Regions from separate parts of the Mus musculus genome. Here regions 1 and 2 are each linked to region 3. Evidence: chromatin contacts called from public ChIA-PET and HiChIP or PLAC-seq data. All regions are on one chromosome and are shown on one strand. Each heading gives the region's core, a stretch centred on a gene start, on an enhancer-like site or on the middle of the called end of the contact. The rest is flanking DNA. Distances are from core to core; before and after follow the strand shown.

Region 1 (2,700 bases), core at 179-2,678, 820 kb after region 3:
GGATTAAAGAAGTGCGCCACCACTTCCCGGCTTCTAGCTTTTATTTTTAAACAAAACAAAACAGTAGACAATAATATGGTCTCCTTCAGGCCTTACAAAGCCAGGTGTCATTTCCTCGTTGTCACCCACTGGTCAGCTCACAACGAACATCCTGCCGGCTTTAGGATCTAGTTTTCTGAGATCTCAGAAACTGGGAAAAGATCACAAGATAATGAGAACAAATCTATCCTTGTGTGATTAATAAAATAGTCTTCTGCCGGGTGGTGGTGGTGCACGCCTTTAGTCCCAGCACTCGGGAGGCAGAGGCAGGCAGATTTCTGAGTTCGAGGCCAGCCTGGTGATCTACAGAGTGAGCTCCAGGACAGCCAGGGCTACACAGAGAAACCCTGTCTCGGAAAAAAAAAAAAAAAGTCTTCTGATTTAAAAACATGTTTTCTGGGGGTTTGCCGGACCTAACTAATCCCTGGCGAACAATAAAATACCTAAATACATAAATAGTCCAGGCTCTGTAAGGAAGGAACAGGGAAAGGATAGGAGAAGGGGTCCCTGCATTAAAGAAGTCTAGAGTCTAGCTGGAGGAAGCTGGATTTAGAACAAATTATTGTAAAATAACAAGAGAAAGTGCTTTGAGCATGAATGGAACTTTGCCACCAAGCCAGGGAGAAAACTCCAGGAGGAAGAAATTGTGCTTCACAACCCGGAAAAGGATGTTTGGCAAGAATCAGTTTTGGTCCGAGACCAGGTTTTGTACAAAAATACCAACCCAAAGGTCCCATATTTAGGCTACAGTCAGTGAACATTTCTCTTCAGGTCACCACAGGGAATCTTGCCAAGGGGTAGGTTCAGGAAATTACAAGAGACTTGTAGAAAATTAAATTGCTTTAGCGTCTAAAGTTTAAACACTTACTTAACAATGGCGCTCTCCAGCCTGCTTCAGCCATCTTACCTCTCAAATCTTTAGGCGTTATCTTTTGCTGAATGCGTTACTCAACTCTCTAAAAGTTAATAATTGATGCTGCTCTGGTCTTTGCGAGGGGAAACGGAATTGTGAATGCAAGGTAAGGGCGATGGTCACAAGACAATCTCCCTTTCTTTTTAATGACACAATTACTTGAGGGGATCGCCAATCTGAGTGGCTTCTGCACTTCTTGAGTTCACTTCACTTTAGTTTCTTTATGTCTTTACCGGCTCTCCCAGATTACCAGTTTTGTAGCCAACCCTCTGTAGTCGCCCTAGCTTTCCCCTACCTCCCTCGGTCGCAGGTCTTGGCTGGTGGTCCAGCGTTCTGGGGTCTCCGCTGCCTAGGAGGAGTTTCTGTGGGCAGGGGCGGGACTACCGAGAGCGCAGGGCGGAGCTACCACAAGCAGAGGGCGGGGCGGCTGGAGTCAAGGCCCCGCGCAGGCGCACTGGACTCGCGGTGCCAAACTACAGCTATGGAGCAGGCACCTCCGGACCCCGAGAAGCTCTTGCAGCCTGGACCCCTGGAGCCGCTGGGTGGCCCTGGCGCTGTGCTGGAGGCCGCGGTCGGTGAGGAGAACGAGGGCACCCGAGAAGACGGCTCAGGGGTCGACACGGTGAGGAGAGGGGCGGCGGAGGCTTCCGGTCTGGGGCCGGGCCTAGCGGGCCGGGCCGGGCCGCCCTGGCTGGGTCTGGTGGGTGCGGTCCCGAGACCGGAGGATGACCCGATGCGGAGTGGAAATGGACTCACAGGCGCGGCGTGCCGGAGCGCCGCGTGGGCGTTGTCACGCGTGTCCGTGGTGGCGTGGCCCGCGGTGTCAGTGGGCGCGTCCCCCGGGGTCTGGCCCTGAAGAGGCTCGCTGCTGTTTCCGGCCGGCCGAGGGGGTCGCTGGGAGGCGGCTACACCCTTGGTGAGAGGCGAGTGTGCGCAGTAAGGGGGGCTTGGCCTATGGACACGTCGGGAAATAGACATCAGCGTCACGTTAAAGAGAAGGGACAGAGGAAGAAACATTTGTTGAACTCTCCATTTAGCTGTAATGTCGTTATAATGTTTCCTCCTGCAATCCCCGCCCCTCGGTGATAACTGGTGTTTCTCACCTTTTGAGTTAAGGGAGTGTCGCGTTGTCAATCTGTGAGTGCATCCATCCAAAGGGTCGTGACGGATTTGTAGACTCTGATGAACAAATGTTTAGGAAACTCATTAGCGCCCTGTATTTGAACTCCCTGACCCTCAGTTGCTCAGCCCCTGTCCAGCCATTTTGCTGTTGCCCCCTCACCCCCAGTAGGTATTCATGCTAAGGTAACCCGTACATTTTTATGATTGATGCGTCTCTAGAGAGGACTAAGTTTCGAGAGAGCTAACCAGGAACTTCTCAGCAGTTGGAGGTTTTGACTACTTAAACCATTTATGTGTGCTTATAAGTTAAAGACTTTAACTTTTTGTTTGTTTGTTTGTTTTGTGTTTTTTCGAGACAGGGTTTCTCTGTATATAGCCCTGGCTGTCCTGGAACTCACTCTGTAGACCAGGCTGGCCTCGAACTCAGAAATCTGCCCTCTCCCCTCCCAGGAGTGCTGGGATTAAAGGCGTGCACCACCACGCCCGGCTAAGACTTTGATTTTTGAGAACAGTTTTAAGGTCGCTGTAGAATTGAAAGAGAAATGGGGAGATTTTCCCGTATACTCAGTTCTCATATTCAGACTTGTGCCTTGTCCACGCTTCTTACCAGACTCGTTTATGTTATA
Region 2 (2,700 bases), core at 83-2,582, 630 kb after region 3:
TTTTTTTTTTTTTTTTTTTTGCGAGGAGTGAGGGAGCAAGGATGAGATTTCTTACTCTGTAGCTCAGGATATCTGTGTACACATAATGTACCTCTTACTGACCTAAAACAGAGCAATCTTCATACTTCAACCTTCTAAGTGCAAGGATTACAGACACCAGAGCCAACATGCCATCCTTGCTCCCTCATGTAGGCTGCAAGAGGGCAGACGTTTTAGTCTGTTTACTCTGGTGCCCTACAAGCCTACAGCATTCTTGGTAGTGGTAGTCATTCAATAAATTACTCTCTGATTAAATGAATGGATCCATCAGTTCGCCTTAATTAATGCACAAGTTAGGAACTGTAAATCTGAGTCTATTAAATTTATCTGTGGGCTGGTGAGATGGCTCAGTGGGTAAGAGCACCTGACTGCTCTTCCGAAGGTTCAGAGTTCAAATCCCAGCAACCACATGGAGCCATAACGAGATCTAGCTCCCTCTTCTGGAGTGTCTGAAGACAGATATAGTGTACTTACATATAATAAATAAATGAATTTTAAAAAATTTATCTGCATCCGACAAGTCAGGGAAAGGATGGAAGGATATCTTCTATCTCTCACTTCCTCACATCGTCTCCCTTTTTTTCAGATGGGGTCTCATGTAGCTCAGGCTGACTGGCACTCCCTATGTAGCAGAGGATGGTCTTTTAAGTCCTATTCACCTGCTCGCACAGCTAGAATACTGGGGTTACAAGCAAGCACCGGGACCGCGGTTTGCCTCATGGATGTTTGTTGCTGTTAAGATGGGGCCTTGCTATGTAACTTAGCCTAGCCTCGAATTTGTGATGTGATCCTCCTACCTCAGTCTCCGGAATAAATGCTGAGGTTAACGGGCAACGGCTACCACACCCTGTTTGTTAAATTAAAGATGGGAAAAAATAAAAGAACAAATCAAGAGAAACTCCTGCCTTCATGCTCCAGGTTTTTCTCTCCTATATGGTAGGATCCCAGTCTCCATTCTAGGAAGAGGAGAAAACACTTAACTTTTCCTTACCTCTCTACCAGCCCAGCTGGAGGCGGGAACCAAACTAATCGGTAGCTATGGCAACGCGTCGCGCAAGCTCTTTTTTTTTTTTAAGTAGGACCCCTGATTCTTTCTTAGTCGACTACGATTTTGCCTTTCCTTGTTCCTAAATAATACGTGTTGCCGCTTACAAAGACGAAAGGGCAGGAGGGAAAGAATTTAAAGTTCTTGAGCGCGGCTTGGCTGAGTCGAGCCTCTCTCTCTGTCTCTGACCTTTGCTTTCTGGCGCAGTGTGAGCGGCCTAAGCGCGGAGAGGGGCGGGGCGTGCGTCCCACAAGGCCGCGCGGCGGGGCTTGCCTTCCTCTTTCCGCCATCTTGGCGCCTGTGGAGGTGAGGGGGGTTCCTGCTGCTGAGCTTTGGGGCCCGATTGCTGGGGTGCGTTTAGTTTCATCCCTCACCGAGACAACCTGGCGTCTCGGAGAACCCGACCGCCAGAGGTTTCTGGGGATTCCAGGAGGATGGAGGGCGGGATGGAGGCGATGACGGGCTGATGGTGTGGAGGCCCCGGCCGGGGGAGGAGAGCTCGCTGGTCTCGGTCGATCTCCGGCTCGGGAGGAGAGAATGGGTGCATTTCCCCCGGTCTTACTGGCCCGGGGAGCGGTGGTCCCTGGGAGCTGGGTTCCCCGCACAGAGCCGGATCTCGCCTGTGTTAGCTGCTTTCTGTACTGATGGAGGCATGAGCTCGCCTCCGGGTTCCTTTTGGGGTTTGAGAAGTTAAGTCTCGGGTGAGTCGCCTTCCCACCCGGCCTTTGCCCACGATTCCGAGTCGTTCGTTGTCATTGGTTGTCGGAGCCCTGAGTATTTTGCCAGGCTCTGCCTCTATAGGGGGCAGGGCGTAGGTAAGAGGTCCCCATCCTTGGGACGCCGACTGAAGCCATCTCTCGCGCCGGGAAATAGTGACAGGTGGGATGCGTGCTGCATGACTCTCGGTTGAGCTCTCGGTTTTGTTTTTCAGGCCTGCTGGGAACAGGACTTCTAACAGCAAGTATGTCTGGAAGGTACGCGATCTCACAATAGTCGTTTTCTCCATTTCTGTTTCGTTCTATTAAACGCGAAGCTAAAGTTCAGTGTAATGCGGGAGGGGAACGAGAGGTCTGCTGTAGATAGCTGGAGTAGGAATTGCTACAAAGCAAATCATGGTGGCTTGCTAAAAGATACATGAAAAGTTGTAACGGGGTAGTCATCATGTCTTTCTTAACGTTGTCTTAGGCTGTGGTGCAAGGCCATTTTTGCTGGCTACAAGCGAGGTCTCCGGAACCAAAGAGAGCACACGGCTCTTCTTAAAATTGAAGGCGTTTATGCCCGAGATGAAACGGAGTTCTACTTAGGCAAGAGATGTGCTTATGTGTATAAGGCAAAAAAGTAAGTATGCTCCCATGCCTTTTAATTTTTGGTTGACTAATCTCGTTTTTTCTACTGAAAAGGTAGGGGTGTTAGTGAGAAATTGGTGTGGTTGAGTCTTCCTAGACACGTGAAGAGCTTAGAGGAAATTAGAGAGGGATCTTTTTGTCGGTGGTATGGACTATATAGGCACCATTGGTTCGTAGTACAAGTGTAGAAGTTCCCTGTGTTAAGTCCCTAACATGGTTAAAAACAAAGATTACAGCTCTTAGTACCTTTCATTTTCCTTTGAAAGGGTT
Region 3 (2,700 bases), core at 178-2,677:
TGTCTAGAAAATAACCACCACCATAAAAAGATTCCTAGGTTTCTATGTTAGCTACAGTCTAAACTACTACCTTTGTGATGCCCATCTTCCCCAGAGAGGCCCTTGGTGTCTCCTCCAGCTACGAAGTCCTTTTTTGGGGGCATTTTATCTGCCAAGTCCAAATACCTATTTGAACTTAAGTGTGTGTGCTAGCTTTTAATCATTTTTCTCCTTAGAAGCACCTCAGCAGATGCACAAGTTCACCCATCCTCTTTCCTCTCAGTTATCTTCAAGTAAAAAATGCAAACAAATACATAAAAGTCTACCCCCACCCCCCCCATCTTTCTCCTGTAGAGTTTTCTTCCCACTTGCCTTACAGCTACAGAATTGCACAGGGTGTGGCGGCTAATGACCGCACTCTAGAGTCTGAGGCAGGAGGTCCACTGCAAATTCAAGGCCGGCATGGGACAAATAGTAAGGTCCAGGCCAGTCTCGGCAACAGTAAAGGCCATGTCTGATAGTTACTTTTAATTCCCCTCAAAAAGTCTGGAGAGAGAGTTCAGTGGTTAAGAGTTAAAAGCACTTACTGTTCAATTAAGACTAGAATTAGCCCGGCAGTGGTGGTGCACGCCTTTAATCCCAGCACTGGGGAGGCACAGGCAGGTGGATTTCTGAGTTCGAGGCCAGCCTGGTCTACAGAGTGAGTTCCAGGACAGCCAGGGCTACACAGAGAAACCCTGTCTCGAAAAAACGAAAAAAAAAAAAACAAAAAACAAAAAACAAAAAACCAAAAAACCAAAAAAAACAAAACCCACTAGAGTTCAGGTCCCAGCACCCAGGTATTCACAAAGGCCCGTTAACTCTAGCTCCAAGACATGTCACCCCATTTATGGCCTCCGTGGACACACAAAATCTTAGAAGTGTGTTGTGTGTGTGTGTGTGTGGGGGGGGGGGACTCGGCCAAACAAAATCCCCCAAAAGCTCACCGTAGGAAGTTCGTTCCCTAGACTACAGCCTCCTTGTCTGTGCATTTTTGCCCTCGCCTCTACTCCTGCTCCACTACTTCCCGGGTCGATTTCTAGGCTCGTTTTCTGATGAGTCAACCCAGGTCCGAATAACTGGCAGACAGAGGATGAGCTCAGACCCGAGCTCGCCTGACCGAGCCGGCGGGCTCGAAGTCCTCGGGGAGGTCGGACATCGGAGCCCCAGCCCTGCGGAGAAGGCGAGGGGCAGCGGGCGCAGGGGACGCCGGGAGACCGGCGGCAGGAGGCGCCACACATCCGGAATTCCGAGCCCGCCGACCCCGCGCCTGCCTCCAGCGCTTCGGCTCAGTCACCCCACGCGCCCGGCCCCTCTGGAAGCGGAACTACTCTGTCAGGTTGTGGTTTTCAGGAATGCGGAGGTGGCATTGACAAGAGGGCGGGCGGGAGGCGGGACTTCCGGTCCGCAGTCCGGTCAGATGTTTCCCGGGCGTCTCCCCGCAACCCATTTGACTTCGCTAGTCGGTGACGCGGCGCGGGGAAGGGATCCGAGGGGGACCGGAGCCTGGAGGAGTTGAGGTAAGGAAACTCCGGGTAGTGGGTGCTTTGCGAGGACAAAGGCGGGCTGGGAGCGTGAGGGGGCTGCGACTGAAGAGTGGGCCAGTGACAGCTAGGGAAAGTGTGAAGCAGGAGGCTACTGTGACCGAGGTACAATGACAGCCAAGAGGACTGTGACCCAGGGGTGGCCGCTTGTGAGGGGTCTGTGACCCCCGGAGCAGTAAATGCGAGGGACTCTGACCTCGGAGAGCACGAGGCAGAGGCTGCGACGGGACCATGACCGAGTAAGTATGCAGCAGTGACTACCCGGGGACTGACTGATCGATGGATAGTGACTGAGGGGATTGATCCGAGGGACCATGAAGCAGCGGCTGCGAGGGCGCGCTCACCGACAAGCAGCGACTTTGAGGGCTGACTTGGAGGAGAATGTAAGATCAGGAATTGGGGGTGGTGCTTTGCACTTGTGTTTGTGTACAAAGTGTGAGTGAATGAGCGAGGGACCCACCCGGCACAGGTCTTACGAAGAAACCGCACTGGTGTGAGACCAGACCAGAGTTTGAATTTTACGGGCAAACTTCCGTGGGTGAGAAACTTAGTTCACCACTGAGCTAGTGTCTTCGTCAGTAAGCGGAAAGTTCAGAGTTGGATTATGCCACCCAACTCTGAGTCCCAGTTTACTATTGGGCTGTGAAGACAGTTTAGTTGGATGGCAACTAACTAAATACAGACAACTGGTCTACAATAGAAATCCCCGCTGTGTTCACATAGTAAGGATTTATAAAATAGGTTTCAGGTGTGTTTGCAATGATGCTATAAAGTTAGCTTCCTACATCTTACTACGTATGCAGTAAACGAGCTAAAGTTTGAAAACTGGGTGTGGTGATACACAACTAGAATTCAGACACCCAGGAGGCTGAGACAAGTATTTTCAGTTGGGCTTAAAAATTTTGGTGGACTTAAAGTGTTTTGGTTTTGTTTCTTTGCTCTTGCTTGTGAGTTTGTTTCTTCAAGTCAAGGTGTCTCTATGTAGCCCTGGTTGTCCTGGAACTCCCTCTGTAGACCGGGCTGGCCTTGAACTCAGAGATCTGCCTATTTCTGCCTCACCAGTGCTGGCTCTGAGGCATTAATACAGGATCTCACTATGTATAGCCACTGACCTGGAACCATCTAGACCAGGGTGGCC

What was found. ChIA-PET counts read pairs in DNA pulled down with a chosen protein or histone mark. HiChIP or PLAC-seq counts read pairs in DNA pulled down with a chosen protein or histone mark.
Region 1: a contact with region 3 is called in an HNF4G HiChIP or PLAC-seq map of pancreatic cancer cells. The contact joins the promoter of Snx4 here to the promoter of Pcyt1a in region 3. A contact is called at or near these places in 1 of 484 Hi-C or Micro-C datasets (CD4 T cells) and 1 of 115 datasets of contacts at active chromatin or transcription factors (pancreatic cancer cells).
Region 2: an RNA polymerase II ChIA-PET map of memory CD8 T cells shows a contact between it and region 3, with 28 read pairs. The contact joins the promoter of Rpl35a here to the promoter of Pcyt1a in region 3. A contact is called at or near these places in 1 of 484 Hi-C or Micro-C datasets (CD4 T cells) and 4 of 115 datasets of contacts at active chromatin or transcription factors (astrocytes, effector CD8 T cells, large pre-B cells and 1 more).

Annotation. Positions count from the first base shown.
Region 1 is chr16:33,250,028-33,252,727 of GRCm38.p6, forward strand. It overlaps Snx4 (sorting nexin 4), which reads left to right and starts at 1,429. Exons shown (of 14, transcript NM_080557.2): 1 at 1,429-1,574. The coding sequence starts at 1,434.
Region 2 is chr16:33,055,121-33,057,820 of GRCm38.p6, forward strand. Rpl35a (ribosomal protein L35A) reads left to right here and starts at 1,333. Exons shown (of 5, transcript NM_001130485.1): 1 at 1,333-1,390; 2 at 2,016-2,058; 3 at 2,270-2,422. The coding sequence starts at 2,048. Iqcg (IQ motif containing G) reads right to left here and starts at 1,066. Exons shown (of 11, transcript NM_178378.3): 1 at 1,031-1,066.
Region 3 is chr16:32,429,494-32,432,193 of GRCm38.p6, forward strand. It overlaps Pcyt1a (phosphate cytidylyltransferase 1, choline, alpha isoform), which reads left to right and starts at 1,428. Exons shown (of 9, transcript NM_009981.4): 1 at 1,428-1,538.